2 separate regions of the Mus musculus genome follow, and region 2 is linked to region 1. The links are chromatin contacts, called in public HiChIP or PLAC-seq maps. All regions are on one chromosome and are shown on one strand. The core of a region is the stretch at or near the end of the contact, and the rest is flanking DNA. Distances in the headings are between cores, read along the strand shown.

Evidence for each region. HiChIP or PLAC-seq counts read pairs in DNA pulled down with a chosen protein or histone mark.
Region 2: a contact with region 1 is called in an H3K4me3 HiChIP or PLAC-seq map of the SCID.adh cell line, with 16 read pairs. The contact joins the promoter of Eral1 here to the enhancer-like site in region 1. A contact is called at or near these places in 9 of 39 promoter capture datasets (cranial neural crest, epiblast stem cells, frontonasal cranial neural crest and 6 more), 1 of 15 datasets of contacts at CTCF or cohesin (CD8 T cells), 1 of 484 Hi-C or Micro-C datasets (forebrain), 2 of 115 datasets of contacts at active chromatin or transcription factors (the SCID.adh cell line and embryonic stem cells) and 3 of 9 other capture datasets (adipose tissue, liver and pancreatic islet).

Annotation. Positions count from the first base shown.
Region 1 is chr11:78,003,964-78,008,151 of GRCm38.p6, forward strand. It overlaps Phf12 (PHD finger protein 12), which reads left to right. Exons shown (of 15, transcript NM_174852.3): 3 at 2,764-2,836. Gm51908 (a long non-coding RNA gene) reads right to left here. Exons shown (of 2, transcript XR_003949719.1): 2 at 3,630-4,188. Among named protein-coding and RNA genes, the nearest start is that of Gm51908, 2.8 kb to the right of the region's middle. Within about 2 kb of position 1,943, at least 4 of the 459 cell types and tissues checked have an H3K27ac peak or open chromatin away from gene starts, as enhancers often do. A contact at or near this core is called in the SCID.adh cell line, where this site is marked.
Region 2 is chr11:78,077,755-78,081,992 of GRCm38.p6, forward strand. It overlaps Eral1 (Era (G-protein)-like 1 (E. coli)), which reads right to left and starts at 2,629. Exons shown (of 10, transcript NM_022313.2): 1 at 2,323-2,629; 2 at 508-635; 3 at 63-140. The coding sequence starts at 2,605.

The sequences.
Region 1 (4,188 bases), core at 693-3,192:
CACAAAGGATGCCTAGCAAATATATCATTGACATCTTGGTGGAAAGTCTAAGCCTATACCACCATGTCTTGTTCTCTGCCTTCTGTGTTTGATACAGTGTATCTTAGCATGGTGCCAGCAGATGGGTGGAAAGGATAATGGAGACAGGAGTGCCAGGCTTCAGGGTTAGTGACATTTTAGGACAGCTGCTAGAGCATTTGCAGAGTCAGCAGGCCTTCACAAAGAATGCTTGCCTGTCTCATTCCTTAGATATGGTCTGTTTAGAAATGTGGGGGAATTAGGGAAGAATTTACAGGTGATGTTTACCTGTGGTCCCAACAGGCTACTTTGTCACTAGTTTCTGTTTGGTGGACTGCCTCCACAAAGATCCCACTAAGAAAGCGGAAAGGAAGGAAACAGTGAGCTAGGAAGGAAGGGTGAGCATCTGACAGGTATACCATGGCCAGGGACCATGGCAAGGTTGGTGTGCAGAGAAGTTACCAGGCCAAATGCCCTTAGAGGTGGTGTGTGTTTGTGTGTGTGTGTCTGTCTGTCTCTCTCCCCTCCATATTTCTCATATTTTCTTAGCATCCTAAGTAGGTGATTCCTAAGAACCAAAGGCAGGAATTTCCTGAGTGTGAACATGGATGTAACCTTGTTCCATATAGCATGGTTTTCAGCCTTTGGGGTTCAGCGGAATCACCTTAATGGCATGCCTTTTACACAGATTATGAAATTCTAGAGTCTGCTTTTTCCTTCTTTTTCTTTCTGGGAAAGTAAAGAGCACCAGGATTGAACTTGCTGTATAGCCAAGGATGACCTTTAACACTTGATCCTCCTACCTCCACCTCACAAGTCCTGTGATGTGCACCCCATACCTGATATATGTGTGTTAGACCAGTACTCTTTTTTTTTTTTTTTTTTTTTTTAGATTTACTCATTTATTATATGTAAGTACACTGTAGCTGTCTTCAGACACTCCAGAAGAGGGAGTCAGATCTCGTTACGGATGGTTGTGAGCCACCATGTGGTTGCTGGGATTTGAACTCCTGACCTTCGGAAGAGCAGTCGGGTGCTCTTACCCACTGAGCCATCTCACCAGCCCCCAAGACCAGTACTCTTATCAACTTTATCAATATAAACGATCGACTCTATCAATATTCCCAGTCTAGAATTTACATTTCTAATTCCAGGTGCTGTTGTTGAACTGGGAATCATTCTTTTAGAATGAGATATCTGTTGTATGAACAGTATAAATATGACACTTTTGGAAATTGATGAAATCTTAATGTAATTTTAATGAAAAATCAACGGCCTACAAAGCTTGAGTTTTGGGTTTTGTTTGTTTGCTCTGGGATTGCCTATATTTTGAAGCAGAGTTTCATTCAGCCGAAGTTAGTGTGTAATTTACTGTGTAGCCCAAGCTGGCATCAAAATCAAAATCTTCCTGCCTTAGCCTCCCAAATTCTGGAGTTTTAGGCATATGTTATCATGCTTAATCTAGCTCTATTTTAAATTCAGTCTTCATTTATTATAAATGCAAAGAGGCAAGCTAGAAATTCTAGATGGCTTTGAGTTGAGAATGCATGCCGCTCTTTCAGAGGATCTGAGTTTGGTTCCCAGAATTTATAGTAGGTGGCTCACAACTGCCTATAACTCTAGCTCCAGGGTATCCAACACCCTCTTCTAGAGTCTGAAGGCACTTGCACTCCATGCACATACCCACATATGAGAAAAAGGAACTCAACTATTTAGCAGGAAACATAAGATTCATGAGTAGTGTAGAAAGAGCTGGTGGAAAAGCCATGTCCAATAATCATTAATGTGTAATAAACTACCAAAACTCAGTGGCTCAAAACAGAAAGTAGTTATCTAAAACTCCAAGGCTTGAACTGGGCTCAGTTGGCTGGTTTTCTGTTGTGTGTGTAGTAGGCCAGGACCACAGTTACTTGGAGTCTCGTCTGATCTGGTATGTCCAAGATGATTCATAGCAGTAGTTGGTACAACCTGTTGGAATTCAGCTGAAGCTGTTGGTTGGAGCACTTCAGACCTCCTTGATGTGGCTTTCTTATGGCAGCAGAGCCCTGAGATAGAACATTCTAAACATAGAAGATTGGAATCTACAGGTTGCTTAAGGCTCAGACTTGAACGTTACAGTGTATCGTGTCTGTTACTACTGTTGTCAAAGCAAGTCACAAGATAAGCCTAATTCAGGAGGAGGGCAAAGGACTGTTTGCGGCTGAAGACAGAACAAAGCCATGAGGCTTGCCACAGGCTGCCAAGAGCACGCCTTGAGAGTGGATAGCTTTGAAGGGGTACAGATTTCCTACCAGAATGTTACTGCAAGAAAAATGGCAAATGTTGAATTTAACTAGGGGCCTGGGTACCTGAGGAGGCCTGCCGGGTTGGAATGGGCTGTGTGACAAGGTTCTGAAGCACAGGGAGAAGAGACTAGGCTTAGACTGAGGACCTCTTGGTGAGGCATATATATAGACTTGGGAATAACTCTTCTGGCTCTCAACTAGTGTTTCATGCCTTTTTCTGTAAGCTCAGTGTCAATAGCTGTGATTTGGCTTCTCTTTCTAAGATGTGGAAGGAATTTTTGCCCGTGAGGTAATTATAAAGGTTGTTGAATAGGCATTTTGAAGGACATGAGGACTCTAGCAGCACTCCAGAACTGGCCACAGTAGTAGTTGAGGGACGTGCAGTTTGTGCCAGATCTATTTTCAGCTGCATGCAAGGGTTAGATTAGTTACTTAGTCTTGCCCTGTCTTTTCCCCACAGTAACCCTCCACTGAGTGAAGAGATGTTGCCTCCTGGGGAGTGGATGTGTCACCGGTGTACTGTCCGCCGAAAGGTAATGCTGCTGCTTTCTGAAGGCTTCACACAGAGTGCCAGAGTTAGATCACTGGCACTCCACAGTTAAGGTAGTTTGGTCCTATGGGCATTGCATCCTCATCCTGTCTTGTCTCTTCAGACACTGGAGTCACCACACTTGTTCCATGTTAACTATATGGCCTAAAACTCCAGACGTGGGATGTGAAAAAGGGCCGAGGGTTTGTTAACCCACCGAGCCATGTTTAGTCACTAGTAACAGACAGTCTGATCTTATTGCCCTCTTAGGAAATAGCCTGGAGCTGGGCGTGGTGGCGCACGCCTTTAATCCCAGCACTCGGGAGGCAGAGGCAGGCGGATTTCTGAGTTCGAGGCCATCCTGGTCTACAAAGTGAGTTCCAGGACAGTCAGGGCTATACAGAGAAACCCTGTCTCGAAAAAACAAACAAACAAACAAAAAAAAAACCAAATAATCTGAATGTGGCGTCCTTACCTGTAGCTCTAAAAAAGAAGGCTGCTTCTTGCTGGGTTCCTGGACCTCCAGAGGCTTGGTCAGTTGTATTAGTTAGAGGAGTGGGTTTGAAGTATGTGCATGACTCATTATTTTCTATTTTGAAGTTTTTTATGGAGAACAAGAGCTAAACTTACATTTATCACTAAAGGAAGTAGGAGCTGGGTGTGGTGGCATATGCCTTTTGTCCCAGCACCCAGGAGGCCAGCCTGCCTGGGCTACACAGAGGAACCCTGTAGGGGAGGTGGTGTTGGGTAGGTGTGTATCCACCAGATTATATTGATGTCACCTTCACATTAAGAGCTATAGATTATAATTTTATCTATACTAGGCTACCCTGTTATCTTCCCACAACAGTTGTATAACCAGAAATTTCTTTTCTTGTGACATCACTGTTGTCTTCTTGGTCCCAATATGATGTCACAGTCATCAATTGCACAAATAGAATGAGCTGATTCAGAGATTGTAGCTTATGTATGTAACTGTTTTCAATCTTTAAAAAGAAGGTGAACAAGCAGGCATTAGTTTCCATTGTATACACAATGGTTTCCATTAGAAAGCAAGCCAGAGCCAAGTTAGCCACTAACCAGAGCTGTATGTAGTTTGATTTCACCTAAGGTCTAAAAACTAGGCTATCTGTCAAGCTACCTAGCCTTCAAAACCCTTTCCTGTGAGTCTCCATAGAGTGTGACCTGTCTCAGTTTAGAAACTGATCATGCAAAGAAGCTAGACTCTAAAGGGTTGAGATCAGCCAAGGAAGAAAGGTAAAAACTTGCTAGTGCCCGTCATATGCCAGGTGTTCTACTGTGACTCCACTTAATCCATGCAGCTAAGAATGCTGGTAGTAGATCTTAATTATGGAG
Region 2 (4,238 bases), core at 1,379-3,878, 74 kb after region 1:
TTTTTTAAAGGCTAATTGTTTGGTTTCACTATCTTGTTTGCAGAACTTCTGCAAGTACCTACCACTTGGGTCTCCTTCTCTGTGATGACCCCCAGAGCTTGACATCGAGTGGTGTGCACCTTCTTTGAAACAGGAAACACCTTCCAGAAAGAGAGAGGTTCCAATGAGACCCCAGATCTCTCCCAGGCCATCCATAAAAGAAAAGCAAGAAGTGAATGGAAAAAATAAAAAAATAAAAAAAAGATGGGTATAGAGGGCTAGAGAGATAGTTCAGTGGATAACAGAACTACTTTCTCTTCCAGTGGACCTAGGTTCAACTCCCAGTTCCTAAGTGGTGGCTCACAACTAATTGTCACTCCAGTTTCAGAGGATCTAGCACCTTTTTCTGGCTTCTGTGGGTACCAAGCACACAAGCAGTACACATACTTGCAGGCAAAACACCCATATACAGAAAATAACGTGTTAAAAGGGAGGTGTAGAGGTTGAGATGAGATATCTGTAGCATACTTTACGGCCCAGCAGCTGATTGGAAAGTGTTGACTTCCCTGCATTTGGGGCTCCCAGGAGGACCACGCGGAGGACCCGTGGATTCTCAGGCATGTCGGGAGTGTGCACCAAGAGTAGATTCTGCTCATCTGTGTTAGGATGGGAACGGGAGTGATAGGTTGGATACTCATCTCTGATAACTAAGGAAGCAGTCAACATAAAAGATGAGCACCCCAGGCAGAAGCCACCCACTCTTAACTTTGAGACTAGCTTGGCATTTGAGCTTACTTGATTTCATTAGGTTACCTCTCTAAGTCTGATGCCCTCTTCTGATGTGTCTGAAGACAGCTACAGTGTACTTACATATAATAAGTAAATATATCTTTAAAAAAAAAAAAAGAGGGGCTGGTGAGATGGCTCAGTGGGTAAGAGCACCCGACTGCTCTTCCGAAGGTCCGGAGTTCAAATCCCAGCAACCACATGGTGGCTCACAACCATCCGTAACGAGATCTGACTCCCTCTTCTGGAGTGTCTGAAGACAGCTACAGTGTACTTACATATAATAAATAAATCTTTAAAAAAAAAAAAAAAAAAAAAAGAGGTTTAAAAAAGAGTGGATCTCCTTTGAGACCAAGGCCAACCTGGGCTACATAACTAGACCCTGCCTCAAAAAAACAAAACCACCACACTAAATGATACCAAAGAAACGGCACTTTATAAAATGGATGTGGTGGCTCGAACCTGAAATCCCCACATGCAGGAGGCTGGGGATAGTGAGCTCCAGGTTATCCTGGTCTAGAGTGAAACTCTGTCTCAATGTCACCCTGAAAGAAGCATGGACTACAGTCTGGTAGGAGACTAGGCACTGTTACTTGCAATGCAGTATCATAAGGAGAGATTGAAACATTTTGCAGTACCTTCATAGCAGCATAGGGTACCACAGTCAGAGCTGAAATTTTTCTCCAGATCTTCCACCTCCACCTCCTCAGTGTAGGGACTACAGGCATGCACCATAAGGCCTGACTTAATTTAGGATTAAACCAAGTAGATAGGGCTCAAGATCCACGTATTGGGTCTATACTGCTTGATGAGGACTTGAGGACCTGGTAATGGCTTGGCAGAAGCCAACCCATTCTTAACTTTGAGAATAGTTTGGCATTTGAGCTTACTTGATCATTAGGTTACCTAAACTCTCTAAGTCTCTTGTTTTTTTTTTTTTTCATATGTAATATGGAATCACATTAACTATTTATGAATAACTTCTTTTTCAAAATGACAACTGTATGGGAGAAAAAAAAAACACAGGCTGGGCATTGAGGACTGAGGGAGACAACTTTGCCTTGACTAATGACTGACTGTAACCAACAGAGGGTCTAGGTTCTTCACATTCCTAAAACTCTTTATGTTGCTATATTTATTTATTTGTGTGTCAGTGGGAGCTTATGGTAGTTAGGGCAAAACTGTCTGGGTCTCAGTTTCCACCATATGAGTTCCAAGGACTGAACTCAGGTTGTCAAGCAACAAGAGCCTTCGTCTGTTTCACAGACCCTCACTTTCAAACTCTTTGACAGCCTTCTCCACTCGCCTCTCCTTGGGCTCAGGTTTATTTTTTATTAAATGAGAAGTTAAACTGCTATTTCTAGAGGCAGAGGGATTTTACTTACGATACATGATTTCCACTGCTAAAACCATCAGAGGCCGGTCATGGCCAACACCTGTAATCCCAACACTTAAGAGGCTGCAGCGGGAAGATCCGAATTCCAAGCTGGTTTGGGCTACACATCAAAACATGTCATAGAACCAAACACCTGTAACTAACATAGCTGGACCCTTTACCTCTGTGCACCGACACCGCGGGGACGCTCGGAACCAACGAACTGTCAGGCTGAGAAAATCCAAGGATACGGTCCAAGGCGGAGTCCTGACCATAACGACTAGAGGCCGAGGCCAGGAGGGGACCAGAGAAAGTGGAGCCCACGACACAGGACACGCACCTCGCCTGGTTACCTAGAAGACAGCCGGGCGGAGCAAGCCATTCCCTCCCTGCATGCGAACCCACCTGTCGGGCCCCTAACAAGGCCCGAACGAGCCCAGCGCAGTACCGCCTGGGGGCAGCCATTTTGCCGCAATGCACCCTGGTACCGATCAGAAGCGCGACGCGATTGGACCGAGAAGCCCACGGACCAACGAGTGGAAGAAAGCTAGATCGGCCCAAACAGAATCTCCATTCTACAACAAGGGATACCCTAGGAGGCGGAGGGAAAGACGGTATCCAAAGGCTAAGGAAAGGCAAAATTGTGCTGTGTTTCCTGCCTGAGTATAACAGTCGTCTTGGACTCCCAAACACATCATTTCTCCTCCTGCCAAAGTTGTGTAAAGAGCTTTTAAACCATGTCTTCCTAATGACATTCCTCGGGACACCATACCGCAGAAGCTCCTCTTAGCGGCTTAAGAGGAGAAACTCTCTTATTGCTAGGAGTGGGCGTGGGCATGGGAACGGGCTCTAAGCTTCATTTCACTAGATTTTTTTCTTTTTCTTTTTTAAGTGCTTTCTAGCCTCAACCCTGCAGGATCCTTTCTTATTTCCTCTTTTGCTGTGTTTTAGCTGGGCGTGGCAGTCTTAGGGTTACTATAGCTGTGATGAAACACCATAACCAAAAGCTACTTGGGGAAGAATGGGTTTTATTTGGCTTATATGTCTAGACTCACAATCCACTGAGGGGAGACAAGGAAGGAGCTCAAACCAAGCAGAAACCTGGAGACAGGAGTAGATGCAGAGACCGTGGAGGGGGATGCTGCTTACTGGCTTACTCCTCATGGTTTGTTCAGCCTGCTTTCTTATAGCATTTAGGAACACCAGCCCAGGTGTGGCACCACTCACAATGCCTCCCATATCAACAGTTAATTAAGAAAATGCCTACAGCCCAATCTTATGGAGGCAATTTCTCAATCGAGGTTCCGTCCTCTGAGATGACACCAGCTTGTGTCAAGTTATCATAAAACTAGTCAGCACAGGTTGCTTTGTGAAGTCTGCACCTTTTTGGTGTCTAGACCTCAGTTAAAGGGTGGTTCTGTGGTAAACATTCCTGTTGAGTAGCAGACTGTATTTACCTCTCTAAATATCAACTCCTATCTATTCTCTGAGATTAAAGCTTTTTTTTTTTTTCGAGATTAAATCTCGAGGCTCTGAGATTAAATCTTACTGAAGGAAAATGAGCAGAAGAAAAAAAAAAGCAGGTAGCTGTATGTGATGGAGCGTTCCTGTAACCCCAACATTTAGGAGGTGGAGGCCAAAGGATGAGGATATTGAGGGCCAGCCTGGGATGAATACTTGTCTTAAAAAACGGGTAAGGGGGGCTGGTGAGATGGCTCAGTGGGTAAGAGCACCCGACTGCTCTTCCGAAGGTCCAGAGTTCAAATCCCAGCAACCACATGGTGGCTCACAACCATCCGTAACGAGATCTGGTACCCTCTTCTGGAGTGTCTGAAGACAGCTACAATGTACTTACATATAATAAATAAATAAATCTTTAAAAAAAAAAAAAGATTTATTTAAAAAAAAAAAAAAAAAACGGGTAAGGGTAGGTTGAGAAACCTGGAAGATTAGATGTTGTCTTAATCCCAGCACTTAGTGGGCAGAAGAAGGATGATCTCTGCAAGTTAGAAGTCAGCTTGGTCTACCTAGTCAATTCTAGGCAAGTCAGAGATACATGGGAAGACCATGTTTGTGAATAAATAAAACAAAAATTTAA